Linked DNA regions of Mus musculus: regions 1, 2, 4 and 5 are each linked to region 3. The links are chromatin contacts, called in public HiChIP or PLAC-seq and promoter capture Hi-C maps. All regions are on one chromosome and are shown on one strand. Each heading gives the region's core, a stretch centred on a gene start, on an enhancer-like site or on the middle of the called end of the contact. The rest is flanking DNA. Distances are from core to core; before and after follow the strand shown.

What was found. Promoter capture Hi-C pulls out the DNA fragments that hold promoters and counts their contacts. HiChIP or PLAC-seq counts read pairs in DNA pulled down with a chosen protein or histone mark. Capture Hi-C pulls out chosen DNA fragments and counts their contacts.
Region 1: a contact with region 3 is called in a promoter capture Hi-C map of pre-B cells, with 4 times the contacts expected there. The contact joins the promoter of Washc5 here to the promoter of Fam91a1 in region 3. A contact is called at or near these places in 5 of 39 promoter capture datasets (the C10 cell line, cranial neural crest, erythroid cells and 2 more), 2 of 115 datasets of contacts at active chromatin or transcription factors (bone marrow-derived macrophages and pancreatic cancer cells) and 3 of 9 other capture datasets (adipose tissue, liver and pancreatic islet).
Region 2: a contact with region 3 is called in a promoter capture Hi-C map of adipose tissue, with 6 times the contacts expected there. The contact joins the promoter of Tatdn1 here to the promoter of Fam91a1 in region 3. A contact is called at or near these places in 17 of 39 promoter capture datasets (the 3T3-L1 cell line, 3T3-L1-derived adipocytes, the C10 cell line and 13 more), 7 of 484 Hi-C or Micro-C datasets (B cells, CD4 T cells, LSK cells and 4 more), 14 of 115 datasets of contacts at active chromatin or transcription factors (the NIH/3T3 cell line, the SCID.adh cell line, craniofacial prominence and 10 more) and 4 of 9 other capture datasets (adipose tissue, liver, macrophages and 1 more).
Region 4: a promoter capture Hi-C map of pre-B cells shows a contact between it and region 3, with 3 times the contacts expected there. The contact joins the promoter of Sqle here to the promoter of Fam91a1 in region 3. A contact is called at or near these places in 7 of 39 promoter capture datasets (the HPC-7 cell line, hematopoietic stem and progenitor cells, hippocampal neurons and 3 more), 2 of 484 Hi-C or Micro-C datasets (the G1E-ER4 cell line and neural progenitor cells), 12 of 115 datasets of contacts at active chromatin or transcription factors (the SCID.adh cell line, astrocytes, bone marrow-derived macrophages and 5 more) and 2 of 9 other capture datasets (adipose tissue and liver).
Region 5: a contact with region 3 is called in a FOXA1 HiChIP or PLAC-seq map of pancreatic cancer cells. The contact joins the promoter of Mtss1 here to the promoter of Fam91a1 in region 3. A contact is called at or near these places in 1 of 484 Hi-C or Micro-C datasets (CD4 T cells) and 1 of 115 datasets of contacts at active chromatin or transcription factors (pancreatic cancer cells).

What each region holds. Positions count from the first base shown.
Region 1 is chr15:59,372,761-59,375,529 of GRCm38.p6, reverse strand. Washc5 (WASH complex subunit 5) reads left to right here and starts at 1,343. Exons shown (of 29, transcript NM_153548.3): 1 at 1,343-1,489. It overlaps Nsmce2 (NSE2/MMS21 homolog, SMC5-SMC6 complex SUMO ligase), which reads right to left and starts at 1,332. Exons shown (of 7, transcript NM_026746.3): 1 at 1,175-1,332.
Region 2 is chr15:58,932,343-58,935,042 of GRCm38.p6, reverse strand. Tatdn1 (TatD DNase domain containing 1) reads left to right here and starts at 1,305. Exons shown (of 12, transcript NM_001368428.1): 1 at 1,305-1,364. The coding sequence starts at 1,343. It overlaps Ndufb9 (NADH:ubiquinone oxidoreductase subunit B9), which reads right to left and starts at 1,242. Exons shown (of 4, transcript NM_023172.4): 1 at 1,105-1,242. The coding sequence starts at 1,205. Gm36559 (a long non-coding RNA gene) reads left to right here and starts at 1,767. Exons shown (of 2, transcript XR_875364.2): 1 at 1,767-2,700.
Region 3 is chr15:58,414,181-58,416,929 of GRCm38.p6, reverse strand. Fam91a1 (family with sequence similarity 91, member A1) reads right to left here and starts at 1,462. Exons shown (of 24, transcript NM_145959.3): 1 at 1,153-1,462. The coding sequence starts at 1,224.
Region 4 is chr15:59,313,770-59,316,469 of GRCm38.p6, reverse strand. Sqle (squalene epoxidase) reads right to left here and starts at 1,378. Exons shown (of 11, transcript NM_009270.3): 1 at 341-1,378. The coding sequence starts at 625.
Region 5 is chr15:59,080,538-59,083,367 of GRCm38.p6, reverse strand. Mtss1 (MTSS I-BAR domain containing 1) reads left to right here and starts at 1,342. Exons shown (of 15, transcript NM_144800.2): 1 at 1,342-1,912. The coding sequence starts at 1,841.

The DNA of each region.
Region 1 (2,769 bases), core at 94-2,593, 960 kb before region 3:
GATATAGTATTTCATTTATTGACATCTGAACATTCTAACACTATTCCTTGGGGATTGGTTTAACCTAGGGTTTGGAGGTTTAACACCTCCCCCAGGGAACTTCTAACATCACGTGGGGGCATTTTTGACTGTGGCACTGGAGGGGGGTTGGGGGGTGTCACAGACCAGCATCTATGGAATTGATAGAATTCTAGCAAGTACAGTACAGTCTCTCACCACAAGGAATCATCTGAAGACAAAGCGTAATCATCACATTAGTTAAGAAACACTGATTTACACCAACCCCTTCTTGGATCCTCTTTCCAATAACACCGATCTTTTTGTTACCAGTACCTATAGCCTCCAAGACAATCTACAACAAAGTTAAGCACTTCCTGAAGTCTCACCAAGTTATTGGGCTCAGCACACTATTTTGCTTCCCTTATATTCATGAAAGAGTTGCTGTCAAGTTAAGCCAGTTTTAAATAGGAAAACACGTTTCTGCACAGCATTACAGTAGGCATAGAGCAAACCAAAAGTTCGACCGCCTTTAAATCCAAGGTGATCTCATACGACAAGAGTTGAAGTGTCTCCGTTTTCAGCATGCATACACCCTTCTCTCTGAAACCTTCCCTCGCCCACGGCTCCTCCTCTTCCACACGCCTTCTCAGTTCCTAACACACATCTCTACTATATAACTTAATACGGCTAATTGCCGACTTCTACCATTCCTTCATGCTGGGATCTCCTTAAACTGGAACATGCATTAGAAGATATAAAACGTCGCCTCACAAAAATGAAATGAGCAGGACTAAATCCGTTAAGTTACCAAAGTAATAATAAAAACTACTACCATTTCCGGGTCACCACCAACATGCCCGTGCCCAAGAAGGTTGCCTCCCGCCCCGCTTCCCCCCTCTTTTTTCACACCGAGGCTACCACATCCCTTCACCTGCAGAAGTGAAATGGCACCTGTGGCCTTGAGTCCATCTGAGCTACCTGTTCATGCCTCAGTTTCAAAAGTCAGTTCTAAACAGTTTGTTTTGTTTTGATCACATAACCTGTGATCATATGTGAGCATAACCCGCCTCCGTCTAGTTGCTGCGGGTGAAGAGGCTCAGGCCCAGGTCCCCAGAGCACAGAGGGAGGCGACAACGCCGGCTAGACCCCTATCACGGTTCCTCCTGGATCTTACCTGGCTGTCCCACCTAGCTCGGTGATATCTAGCCGAACGTCGCACGCCCAGACCCCGACTCCTTTCCTCAGCCCACTTCTGTGGCTGAAACGACCCGCGCGCGCTCTGCGTCATCACTTGGCGCCCGCGAGCGATCACATGATGCCCGGGCCCGGGCCGCCGCCCCTTGGTCACGTGACGGGCTAGGGACTCCAGGACAGAAACCCGGGTCCCGGCAGCTGACGCTCTGCGGCCCGGGACTCTAGGGGGATCCCTGGGGTGGGAGACGGGGACCGGGGCGCCCAGTCCACGCGGCCAGCGTCGGACGGCTGACAGGTGAGTCGGAGGCGGGCCTGCGGGTTCGAGGTCCATTCCTTCCCCCGTGGGCCACGTCCGGTACTGTCCCCGGAGCCAACGGGAAAACCTAGGGCTTGCAGGGTTGGGGTTGCACGCCTGATGTTCACCCACGCCTTCATGGAAATCGCTCTTGCATGCTTCTTTGAAGCTTTTGGGGTGATGCTCAGCTACTTGGCCCATAGCTGAGCTTGCAAGTTTCTCGGAGCGGTGCCTTGCTAATGTGGCTGATCTTGCACTTACTCTCCAGAAAATCAAGTAGTCACTGGAGTGATGATGGGCGAGAGCGCGCGGGGGGGTGGGGGGGGGGGTGGGGGGGGGAATAAAAGTCCTGTCGCTCACTGTGAGTTTGTGCAAGTCGTTCCTCTATACCCTAGTCTCCCTCACCTGAGACATGGTGCTGTAGTCCTTGTATTGGGGGCAGGTAGTTCTACTGGGTCCTGATTCTTCTATGATAGGAAATTTAAAAGTTGGACTCATAAAAAAAGAAAAGAAAAGTTGGACTCTTGATTTCTATATAGATGAGGGATAGTGAAGGAGTTTTATTATCTCTAACCACAGCCAGGGACTCTTTCCTTAGGTCTGCTGTTCTCACTTGTGGGTTTCATGACCCCTTTAGCAAACCTGTTTCCATAAACGTTTACATTATGATTCTTAACAGTAGCAAAATTATAGTTACTAAGTATCAATGAAAATGATTTTATGGTTGGGGTCACCACAACATGTATTAAAAGGTCAGGAAGGAAAGTTGTCTTAGATGTTAAGAATTAATGAATCAGGACTTGAGAGATGGGCCCAGTGGCTAAGACTGTTTGTTTTTCCTGAGGCCCCGGGTTCAATTCTAAGTACCCATGTGGTGACTCTCAACTATCTATAACTCCAGATCCAGGGGATCCAACACCCTCAGACATCCATGCAGGCAAAACACCAATGGACACAAAATAAATATAATTTTAAAAATTCATGAGTCACATTGGGGTGATCCAGCTTATTCCAGAACTTTTCTGGGACAGCCTCTGTTATGGATTTGAGACTGCTTTCTTTAGGGATCTGAGGTTTTGTGAAAAGAAGAAAAAATCCATCTGCTTTTGTCCTCTACACTTTAATTTTCTAAAGATATTTTGTTCTGTACTTACTGGGTAACAGATGCCATTCTTGAAAACACGTTCCTTTGACAAGGGGTTCTTCCTATTTAAAAAAAAAAAAAAAAAAAAAAAGTTACATGCCAAGATCCTAAAACTAAAGCTGCCATACTTTGTAAC
Region 2 (2,700 bases), core at 56-2,555, 520 kb before region 3:
AGGGAACTGATGCGGACAAGGACTAAGAAAAGATGTCAGCTTTCAAATCTGTTAGTGCTGTCATAGTAGCTAGTTTGATTATTCCCTCCATGAATATGAGCCCTAATATCTCCAACTGTACTATAACACTGTCTGGATTCTTGAAGTCTTAACTTCTTCAGTAACACTGTTCCTTCTGAGTTTCCCCGTCACGTTCCCCGTTAATCCATGGGATTGCAGCTCAAAATCAAGGGTTAACTGTCATTTATTTGCCATCCAGAATGGACGCTGAATTGCAAATTCTGTTAAATAAATAAGAAAAACTTAGGAAAGAAGCTAGCAACTGTTCAGCATTGTACACTGCACCAGCCTGCATAACAAAGAGATGTAACCACAAACTTGTATCCTAGGATTCCAGGGTTACCCTCTGCAGGTCTTACAGGGTTACTTGATTTTCCATCTTTTTCTTGGAAGTCCTCCTTGTGGGATTAGGTTTTAGGGTAAGAGTGTAGCGGTATGGGACTTACACATCTTCGGTTGTCACTGCCCCTTGCATTTCTTTTAGGTCATGAAAGTCTACACGTTTTAACACTATATTGTTGTTTGTTTGTTTGTAAGAAGGGTATTTTTTTTTTTTTGGCCTAGCCTCAAACTCATAATGTAATGGAGAATATCTGTCTCCCCCAACATATGCCACCGTATGAGACTTAACGAGAAGACTAGTAACAATGGTTAAAGAAATAAAATGACGTAGGAGGTGGAATAGAATGAGCCTGCTTATCTGTAAAATCAGGCTAAAATAATCACTAATATCTGAGTTACTCTGCAAACTAAAGATAATGGACAAATTACTGTTAAGGTTAGGGACGACAGAGTCATAAAAACGTTAGCTTTAGATCCATGACAATGACAGTCCTAGGTACTTTTTATTTCTTCATGCAACTTTCTACGCTGGGTCCTGGTTGCGCCCCACACAATCATCTCCGCCAGATCAAGCAGAGAGGACTGCATCGGGACCCGGGTTCAAGGGCGGGCTCCCTTCACTGTGTCCCCCAAGTCCTTGATCAGCCTGGCCCACGGGGCCCCTCGGCTTCCGTCCCCGAGCCCCGGGTCCCCTCTCCCCACCTGTGGATACACCATGACTCGAGGTGGCGCAGCGCGCGCTTATACAGCCGCAGCACCTTCTGCTGGTGGGTCAGGTAGGCCGGGGGAGCGCAGAACGCCATAGCGTCCGGCTCACCTTCAGCGGCCGCCGCGGGGGCTGCCGGGAACCCGGAAGCGGGCGGTTGTGAGGCGGAACCGGAAGGACGAGCGTGCTCTGAGCCACTTCCGCTTTTCCCTGGGAGGAGCCTGCCGCGCCGTCATGAGTCTCTTCAAGTTCGTGGGTAAGGGCAGGTTTGTCTTGGTCGTGAGCCTCGCTGACAGTCCCGGGTCCCCTTTTCGCGGCATGGCCTTTCCAGGGCACGGAAGATGCCCGGAGGCCTCGCGTGCTGGCAATGACTGATCTGGTTCTTGCTGGAGGATGGTTTCCCTAGTGCATGTTCATTTATGAGCATTCCCGGGCAATGAATCATTGTGACTTGTGCTTTTTTTGTGTGTGTTTAATTCAACTGGAAAGAGAGGAATAGGTGTGGGGTGTGCTTCAGCCGTAGACTGATCGCCTAGCATGGGCTAGTCCCCGAGTCCTCCCATCTCTCAAAAAGCACCGCCCCCCAAGCCAATCACTTTTCTTCTGTCTTTCGTGAACTCTTCTACATGGCCGGCCTGACAGTCCCTCCAAGGTACCGGTTCACTCAGTCATCCCTTCATACCACAGACAACTCTGGGAGGCTTGACATTGAGTCCCGGGAATGTGGCCAAGTCCTGCTCACAGGCCATCTAGACATAAACGGGAGTCCTCAGACGGGAGGGGGTGGCAAATTGTGTCGCCTCGCAAGTTCCACGATCCATCCGACAGCTGGAGAGTGCGGCAAGGATTCAAAATGGGGGACATTGTAAGAGTCAGGGTTGGAAGGATAACTTGGAACCCTAAAGTCTCGATTACTTAAATTTCACTTCTATTGGGAGTGGCGTTCCAATGAAGGCTTTTCAGCAAATCTTTGAGTGCCAGTTGTACGGAAAGAGTCTTGCCTTCTGGGATACCGATGTGGGTAGTCTCAGTATGAACCTCGTCGTTGTGGACTTTCCCTGCTATTTAAGGGTGGGAAGTGACAGGGAGGAGGTTACCCTGATAGTCGTTTTGTAGATTTTGTGGCAGATAAGGGGACGAATGTAAGTATTTCAGGTTTTGCAAACAGGGAAAAGAATAGAAAAAGAGAAATGGGATGGTTGTGCATAGCATTTAGCACTGACTGTTCATGCCTGTTGTGGGAAGTGAAGACCCAAAGATGGCAGGTTAAGAAATACCTAGGCCATCTGGATCTAATAGATTAGGTCCATTCGTGAGTTAAAGGACATCCAAATAGAGACATCCTCCGAGCACTCAAAAGTGGAATCAGGAGAGTGGTTAAGGTTATACAGTAAAATCTGAGAGACACCTTAAGCAATATATTTTCCCAAGACACTGTATTTAAATATGGAGTTGTGAGAAATCTAGTCGTGAGTTAGTTTCCACACCAGAGACGTGAGGCCTATGGCCAGTCAAAGCAAACGTGGGGAGAATGTTAGCAGGTTTTTCAAAAACTCTGTGAGAAAGCCTGAAGTGAAGGTTAGGTGTTCTGG
Region 3 (2,749 bases), core at 213-2,712:
CATATGTATCTAAAGAACAAAAACTATCTGCTAAACTCATTCAAATTTAAGAGGAACTTATTCCCAAAGATTTAGACTTGTTCCTTTTTTCAAGTTTCAGAAACTTGACATCTTTGACAACCTATAGACCTTTGCCCCTGAAACACACCTAGGGTTCTGGTGTCTTAGAAGTATTTTGTCACGTGATGTCCACCAGACCCTTAACTCGTTCTCTAGAACTAGGACTCAAAGTAAATCACAAGAATCATAAAAACATTACCACCACCATTCCATAATTCCAAAAGTATACCTGCTGCCCACCACCAAGAGAAACCAGAAATCAGAGGAACTTAGAAACGGTGGGCAGCGAACCCCTGCATTGCATGTAGTAAACATACTATACATGTAAGCACACACATCAAGGCCTTCGTAAAAGTTCAAACCACCTATCCGTTCTTTTCTTTCACCAGTCCATTTACTCTGTCTCTGACAGAAAAGACTCTCCGTGGAGGCAGGATCCTTAAACTATCTGCATGCTCAGTAAACACGACTGAGTAAAACTACCATTCATTGTAAGCATTCGATTAAAAAACAAAAACAAAACCCCTCGGGTCATGCTCCCGTTGATCCTTTATAAACTCAGGCTGTGTAAAGGACGAAGTCCGACAACACAAACCACACACGTACCCTTCCAAATCAGGCCTGACTGCTCTGTCAGCCTCGGCAGCTATCACCCTCACGCATCCAGCCAACATTTCCAAGTGGATCGGAACACGTCTCCGAACTCTGGTGATTGTTCACAGCTCCGGAGACGTACTCTTCCCTCTTCCCGGGGGTGGAGGGCCTTCGTTCCTCATCTTAGTAACTTTTAGTGGTCTTCCAGGGCCAACTTTAAATGCTTTCAGTTACACATGCAACTCCAAGCAGGCAACCTAACCCCCAGAAACGCTCCAGAGGAGGTACGTGTGATCTGTCGCTTTGCACTCCCTTCTCCCACCACTCTCAAGTTTGGGGGCCCGGGGACTTTATTAAAATAAAGATTGCAGGCCGAGGTACCAGGCGAGTCCGGGGGGACACCCGTCCAGCCTTCTTGGGAGACAGCGCACGCCCAGTTTCCCCGAGCCCCCCGACGGCCCGCAGGTCAGGCGACAGAGAAGCAGGGCGGAGCCATACCTGCTTCACGTTCGTTGGCAACTTGCTCCAAGGATAATTGTGCCGGATGTGGAACTCAACGTCGATGTTCATGATGCCGGAGCCCAGGCCCGCGGCGGCCGCGGCTGCCACGCCGCCTGCCGCCCGCGAGCGCCCGGCCTGTCAGCGGAGCCCGCACGTCTAGGCCGCACGAGCACGGCGCCGCCCCATGGCCAGGCCCCCACAGGTCCGCGCGGCGCCGGCCACGGGGCACGGACGGGAGCGCCAACTACGACCCGCGCCTCGGCAGCTCCAAGTTTCTTCCTAGTTTCGGCCTGCCGGAAATGGCTCTGTGCCGACGTCACTTCCGCTCACTGGCCTAGGTCCGAGCGTGGAGCTCCGCCCCCACCCCACCCCCCGCACGTGGTTGAACGGTGCGAGGAAGGCGGGACTCAGAGACCCTCCGAGCCCAGCCAGCCGCGCCTGCGCATTGGGGTGACAGAGGCTCCCTGGTCTGCACCTCTGGGTTTGTGTGACTCAGTTTCCCGAATGTGTGTCTCCAATGGCTCTGTCGGTTGTCTGAGCAAAAGCGCTTCTAATGAAAGAACCACTCTCGCCACCCTGCCGAACAAGAGAACACCGAGTATGCCTGGGCCCCCCCCACCCATTGGCCTAGAGTCGCTAGCGGCGTCATCCCTTCCAAGCATTCGCTGTATCCTGGGGATGGAGAACGTTGGACTCCTTCCAAGATCCAAATTCTTAAAATGTAGGGATTTGAGGTGCAGAAATGTTAACTTGCTTCGATCGCCTTTTTAAACGCAGAACTGGGATGGTTATCCCTACAGCTCTCCTGAGGTCTTTGGGAACGGTTTCTTCCAGAGTATATTTTATTTCCTAAGCAAACTCATTTAACTGCAAGACTTCAGTGGTTCTTTGTCTATTTTTTCATTTTAAAGCAATGTTTTTAAGTCATGTTTTGTTATACACTACTGATAAGAACTGAAAACATTAAAGACGCTTAATCCATACCTCAACAACTGGCCAGTCTGAGGCATGCCATTATATCTAATTATTTGAAACTATTATGGTACACACTGCTCTTACATAGGTGTATTGGTCTGGTTATCTGATCGCAGTAACTTCCTATCCTGCTGAGATCCTCCTCAACGTAGCTAAAATGTTCTGAACTCCAGTAATGCAACAGTATTCAAAAGTATGATCTGTCTACTATGTATCATTCCCTTGCCTCAACAGTCAGTGAAACATTGCCACAGCGACTAGGCCTATCAGAAGAAGAAAGTGAGGTTGGCAGGGCTACAAGAGCCCTCAGAATGGCAGAGCCCACTGGTTTTCACAATGTATTATTTTATGTATGAGTGTTTTGCCTGCATGTGTGTGTGTGTGTGTGTGTGTGTGTGTGTGTGTGTGCACCACCAGTGTGCCTTGTACCTTCAGAGGCCAGAAGAGAGCATCAGATATCAGGTGCCCAGAAGTTGGATTTCAGATTTTTTTTTGCTAAACAAAAGCAAGTGATTTTAGCTGCTGGGCCAACTGTCCAGGCCCAGCCCAAGGCTGTTTATTGGAACCATCCTGTGAATTCCTCAGGAACACCCTTCATAGAAATATTCTGTCTCCTGCT
Region 4 (2,700 bases), core at 129-2,628, 900 kb before region 3:
ACCTGCCACACAAATTCTCCCTTGTCAGGAACAAAAATCATCCTTACCCAGGGATTTTAAATTAAAAGCCACAGTGAGTCTGTCTCCCAAATGAAATTCTAACATTTCCTACCAAAATCAACACCCAATCCCTGAGGTTCACACAACAAATGCTTTTCATCTTCCCTAAGAGCACAGCCACAACACAGTCCAGAACTTTAAGAAACGCAATCAAATGAGAACACTGACGCTTCTAAGCCACCACTTTCGTGACTTTTAAAGAAACCATAAACTTCAGTGACCTCGATCTGAAGTTTAAAATACGATCCCATTCATTTGCCCACTGTGGCATCAGGCATACCTTCTTGGACTCCAGCTGTTCTTTCTTTTCTGATTCAGGTGACTTGGCCCAGAAGAAGCCAATAAGAGGCAAAGCAGAGAGAATATCCGAGAAGGCAGCGAACTGGGCGCCGCTCTGATGGCGGCCAAGGAGGCCCCCGTGTCGATGGCGACAGCGGTAGGAGAGCACCAGGCCCAGCGACAGGAACACCAGCACGCACAGCAGGAGCTCCTTGTTGGCCAGGGTGACATCCCCGCATTTCTTATAAAAATAGGTGAAGGTAGCAATGCCAAGAAAAGTCCACATGGCTCAAAAGGCTTCTTTGGTGGCACCAGCCAAGGCTGAGGATTTTGTGTTTTGGGGGTCTCTTGGGGGGGTCTTTTTTCCTCGGAAGGTCTTCAGTGATTAAAATGTCCCCAAAATGTAGTTCTCAAAGGGGTTCGGGGCAACCGGTCGAACTTCTTCCAATAAATAGTTTCAGGATCACGAGTCAGATGTGATCAATTTTTGAAATCATTGAGAGTGCAAATGTATCTTAAGTTGTCCAGATCTTAAAAGGCAGCATTTAAAGCCTGCCTACCCCAACGGCTCCTGATTACACACTTCTTCATTCAGCCAACTGATGGACACGGGCCTCTCTATTGGGCTGAGGGGTGCGAATGTGGCTGTATACTTCGATGTCCGCTCGCCTGGCTGTAAACGGTCTTTTGTCACCAGCAGCAGGTGCTCGGTAGGAAGGAGTCGGGAGCGTAGAAGGATCTGGGTGCTGGGAAAGCTGCCCTTAGCAACACTGCCCCGGCAGCCTTCTCCAACAAAAGATGGCCACGGCGTCCCGAAGCGCGGCGGCAGCCTGGCAGCTCAGCCCTCCCTTGGAGATTCCTCCTCAAGCAAGCCCCGAAGTCACGGCCGGGAACCTGTCCGACCGACACTTGCCTTCCTCGAGAGTGAATGGCTGTCTCGGATGAGCGTCCTTCAGAGCGAGGCGAAGGCTCCTGCCCGCCGGGTCCCCAGCATCCCTCGCGGACAGTAACCAGAGTAACCGCTGCGCGCCCCGCTCGCAACCCGGCCCCACGCGCTTCAGCCGCCCGGCGGGCTCGGCCCAGCCCAGGGACCGGGAGGCGGGGCTCCGGCCCGGCACCGCCCCTTGAGCGGACCCCGCCTCCCACGCCGTCCGAACCAATGAGAGCGCGCACCGCGCGGTAGGCTGAGATGGCGCTATAGAGCGTTTGTCCAATGGCGGGCGGCGCACTCCGCGCGGCGCCAGTCGCAGAGGCGCTAGGGCGATGTTGCGTGGTGCGGGGCGGGTGCGTGGGGTGGGCGCGGGGCCGGTGGGTGAATGGGGCGGTGCCCGCTCGGCCTGGCCGCCGCGGGGTCCTCAGGCCCCACCTGCGGAGGGTGGAGCTCGCTCTGGAGGAACTCTTGGTGGCTCCTGGTGGCTCAAACGCAAGAGAGCTACAGGAGTCATCCGGGCGGACTGGATGATCACGGGCTAGAAAGGCGAGGAGGACGTGACACGCCGGCGAACCTGCCATAATTAGTGGACGAGGACTAAAGAAAATGAGAGAAGTCAGTAGGTGGAGATGGATCACGCCTTTAATCCCAGAACTCGGGATGCAAGAGGATCTCTGTGAGTTTGAGGCCAGCTTGATCTGCATAGCGTGTTCCAGACCAGTCAGAGATACACAGTGAAATCCTTCTCGGGTTAAAGAAAGAATGAGAAAGGAAAAAAAAAAAAAATGTCCTAATCAACAGCAATCCCAAAACTGTTTAATAAGATCATTTTATGTTTTAAGCACTATGCCAGAGCGTTGCAAACATTCATTCAACCCTTACAGCAGTCTTGCAAGAATGGCATTACCTTTCTGTTACAGAAGTAACCGAGCAGTTTATCTGCCGTCGTTCATGAGACTAACAACATCATTTTATACTATCCACAGCTACTGTCATGTAACCGAATTTCAGACTCGACAGTACCATTTAATTATCAAGCTTTCGTTGAGTTCTTAGTTATCTATGGTTTAGGTCTCACCCTAAACACTTCTCAGATATCTTTATTAGTTTCTGCGATTTTTTTTTAAGTCATTCAAACAGGTACAGTTGTTTAACCCGTTTATCCTTTAATAATGAAAGAAGTAAGTCTCACAGAACTGTATCCTACCAACCCTTTGCAGCAGGCACAGCCAACTCTATCTAGCTCCACATTTCTTCCTTCCTTTCGATTTGTTTACTTATGTATTTTGTCTACATGTATGGCTGCACTTTAGAAGAAGGCACTGGATCCCATGGGACTACAGTAACAGTTGTAAGCAGCCATTCGAGCACTAGGACTTGAACTGTGGACCTCTCATAGAAGCCATTGCTCTTAACAGCTGAGTCATCTC
Region 5 (2,830 bases), core at 93-2,592, 670 kb before region 3:
CAGATAACTTACTCAAGGCCACAGGGTTCATGGGTTGTAAAATGGAGCTTGTACCAGCCAGTCCCGTGACTTGGATCATTATAATAACAGCGACATTAACATAAAAAAAAACAATTCCGGAGAACACAGCACGTGTCAAGTACTAATATGGGCAAGGTGCAGGTGAGGTATTTGCAACTGAATCTCCTTAAGGGCCGGAAGCAGCAGGGTTGCTGCACAGAAGTGACTTACAGAAGGTTTGGCCTCTCCAGATGTCAGGGAGAGTGACCTGAAGGAAAATACAAACATCAGTGTTCTGTGCAGAGTTCCCTACATTCTTTTGATCAGTGTTGAAAGAATGACTTACTAAACTGAGTTAATTGGGACTACAGCATTTGACAGGATCCTTTTGGTCAAGCTCGACACGGGTTCCGTTGACTCTTGCAAACGGTTCAATTAGGTGCTTTAAGATCGTTTACAAGTTGCCCATTTGATCCCCTACCAGACACCGGAAGACGTCAGAATAAGTGCTCCTGGCTACGGAGTTAGGCAGAGATGCTAGGGACACATTTATCAAGCCCACCTCAGTCTTTGGTGCCCTTTTTAAAAACTTCTCAAGGGGGTTTTCTGTGGCTATGGCAACCCTGGCTGGAAAACCATCAGCATTCCAGCCATATGCAGCCAACGATCTGTACAGACAGATGGGCAAGTGATTAGGAACCCTGATGCCCTTTGCGTTCGCTCAGCCTCAGCAGATCAATCTAGCGCCCTGCAACTTTCTGGAACTCAGCATCCCACCGCAGGATACTCTTCCCAGACTCTCCCTAATCTTGTAGCTGGCTCCCTGCAGCCGTGACTCGGGCGTTGCAGTCCTGACATCATCGAAGAGGCCTCTTCTCCAGAGGCTGCAGCAGCGACAGCAGTAACAGCTTTCCCGCCTCACTGGTCGCTCACCAGGTGCGGGGCGCAGCGCTCAACGTGCCGACCTTGCAGGTCCCTCGAGGGGCGGGGCCGGAGGTGCAGCGCGGCTTCCCTGCACGCTAGCTGCCATTGTGGGCGGCTGGGCGCTCACTCGCCCTCTCCACTCAGAGACCCTCGCCGCACGAGGCGCTCTGAACGTCCGGGAGACGCACACCGGGCTCGCCTACCCTCCCGCCAGCTCCTCCTTGCAGCAGGCGCTCTGCACGCCTCTCAGCCAGCGCGCGCTCCCAGCCCCGCCCTCGGGCGGCTCACGCACGAGCCGCGGGCGCGCGCCTCCCCCGCGCTCCCGCGCCAGACGGTCGCGAGCGCGCGTGCGCTCCTCGCAACATCCCCGGGAGCACCGCCAGAGCGAGCGCGGGGCCGGGCGCACAGGAGTAAAAAGGAGGCGGCGGCCGCGTCTGCGAGCAACAGATCCGGGCGACGCGAGCTGACCTCGTCTGCTGCTGCCCTTTTTCGTTCTCTCTTTCTTTATTTTGGAGTTTCAGAAAAAAATTATATTTGGAAGACATTTTTTTTTTTTTCGTAAATGGCGCTGGCCCCGGGTCAGCGGGCGGTTTTCTCTGCACCAAGATGGGCTTCGCCTTTTCCGTCGTGGGCACTCTTGGTGGCTTGATTGTCAGTCTTCTCCGGGCATTTTTGAGACCAGGAGCCGAGCACTGCACATAGGTGACTCGCCCTCCGGAGCGGCTGGGCGTCTTGGATTGGGACTTGGGGGGGCAGAGTGCAGTAAATTGCGAGCACCGCGTGCTCTCTGCAAAACCGGCGGCGAGCCGGAGGTAGGTCGCTCCCAGGGTGAAACCGCTCCCGGGCTGAGCGAGCCCGGCCCCGTGCGCAGTGCAGCCGCCCCGAGAGCGTGTCCTGTCCCCGCCGCGCCGGGAAAATGGAGGCTGTGATCGAGAAGGAATGCAGCGCGCTTGGAGGCCTCTTCCAGACCATCATCAGCGACATGAAGGTAGGACGCTGGGGGCGCGGCTGCTCTGACCTCGCCGCGGGGCTTCCCCTCCACCGCGGCCGGCCTGGCCCTCGCCGGCGCTGCCGGCCACCTGCGGGAGCTCTGGCGACCCGGGTGTCACCTTCTTACCCGCCGCACTGCTCCGGCTGTGCTGGGTCACTGGGCAGGCGACTTCCCGGGGGCTAGTGGGGGAGAGTCTGATGCCACTTACCAACCCCTGCATTCATAATCCCAGGGGGCGACACCATCTTGTTCCTTTGGGGGTTTAGGGCCCTAGTTCCAAGTTTTCCATTGTCTGTCCCTGGACTGAGTGTCTGCGACCCGTGGAGGATGGACGCCCTGGAGGACACCTGACTCCCTGGGTTTGGGGTGGAGTGCTTGGCGCGGTGGTGGAGCGGTAGTGGGGGCCCCTGCTTGGCTGCAGGAAAGAGTCTTCCGGCCTGGGAGATTGGGTGGCAGGGTTGTTACAAGCTTGGCTTTCAGGTCTACCTGGAGTAGGGGAATCTGAGCAAATTAGTTATTAATTAGTCTGTTCCAGAGCTGCTGATGGTGTTCCTTGCATTCCCCATACCCTCCCCCGGGGCTTGGCGCAGAAGTTCCCAGGGACCCCGAGCCTGAGAGGCTCACAACAGGAAGGCAAGGTTGAGGTTTCCAAAACTACTATACCCAGCTCTCTCAAACACACATCCACACCCCACTCTTCTCTGGGAAGGATTGTGTGTGCGTGTGAGTGCGCGCGAGTGTGTTGGGGGCGGGGAACAACCCTAGCCTTTTCCTGCAAAGGGTGGGACTGGAGATAACCTGATCCTCGATTGTGGGTTTTCTGGTGCTCAGAGGTACACCGTGACTTAGGTTACCCACCCTAATAAGATAGAAGCAGTTCCAGGAGCTGCCTGGAAGTGGGAATTGGGGGCGGTA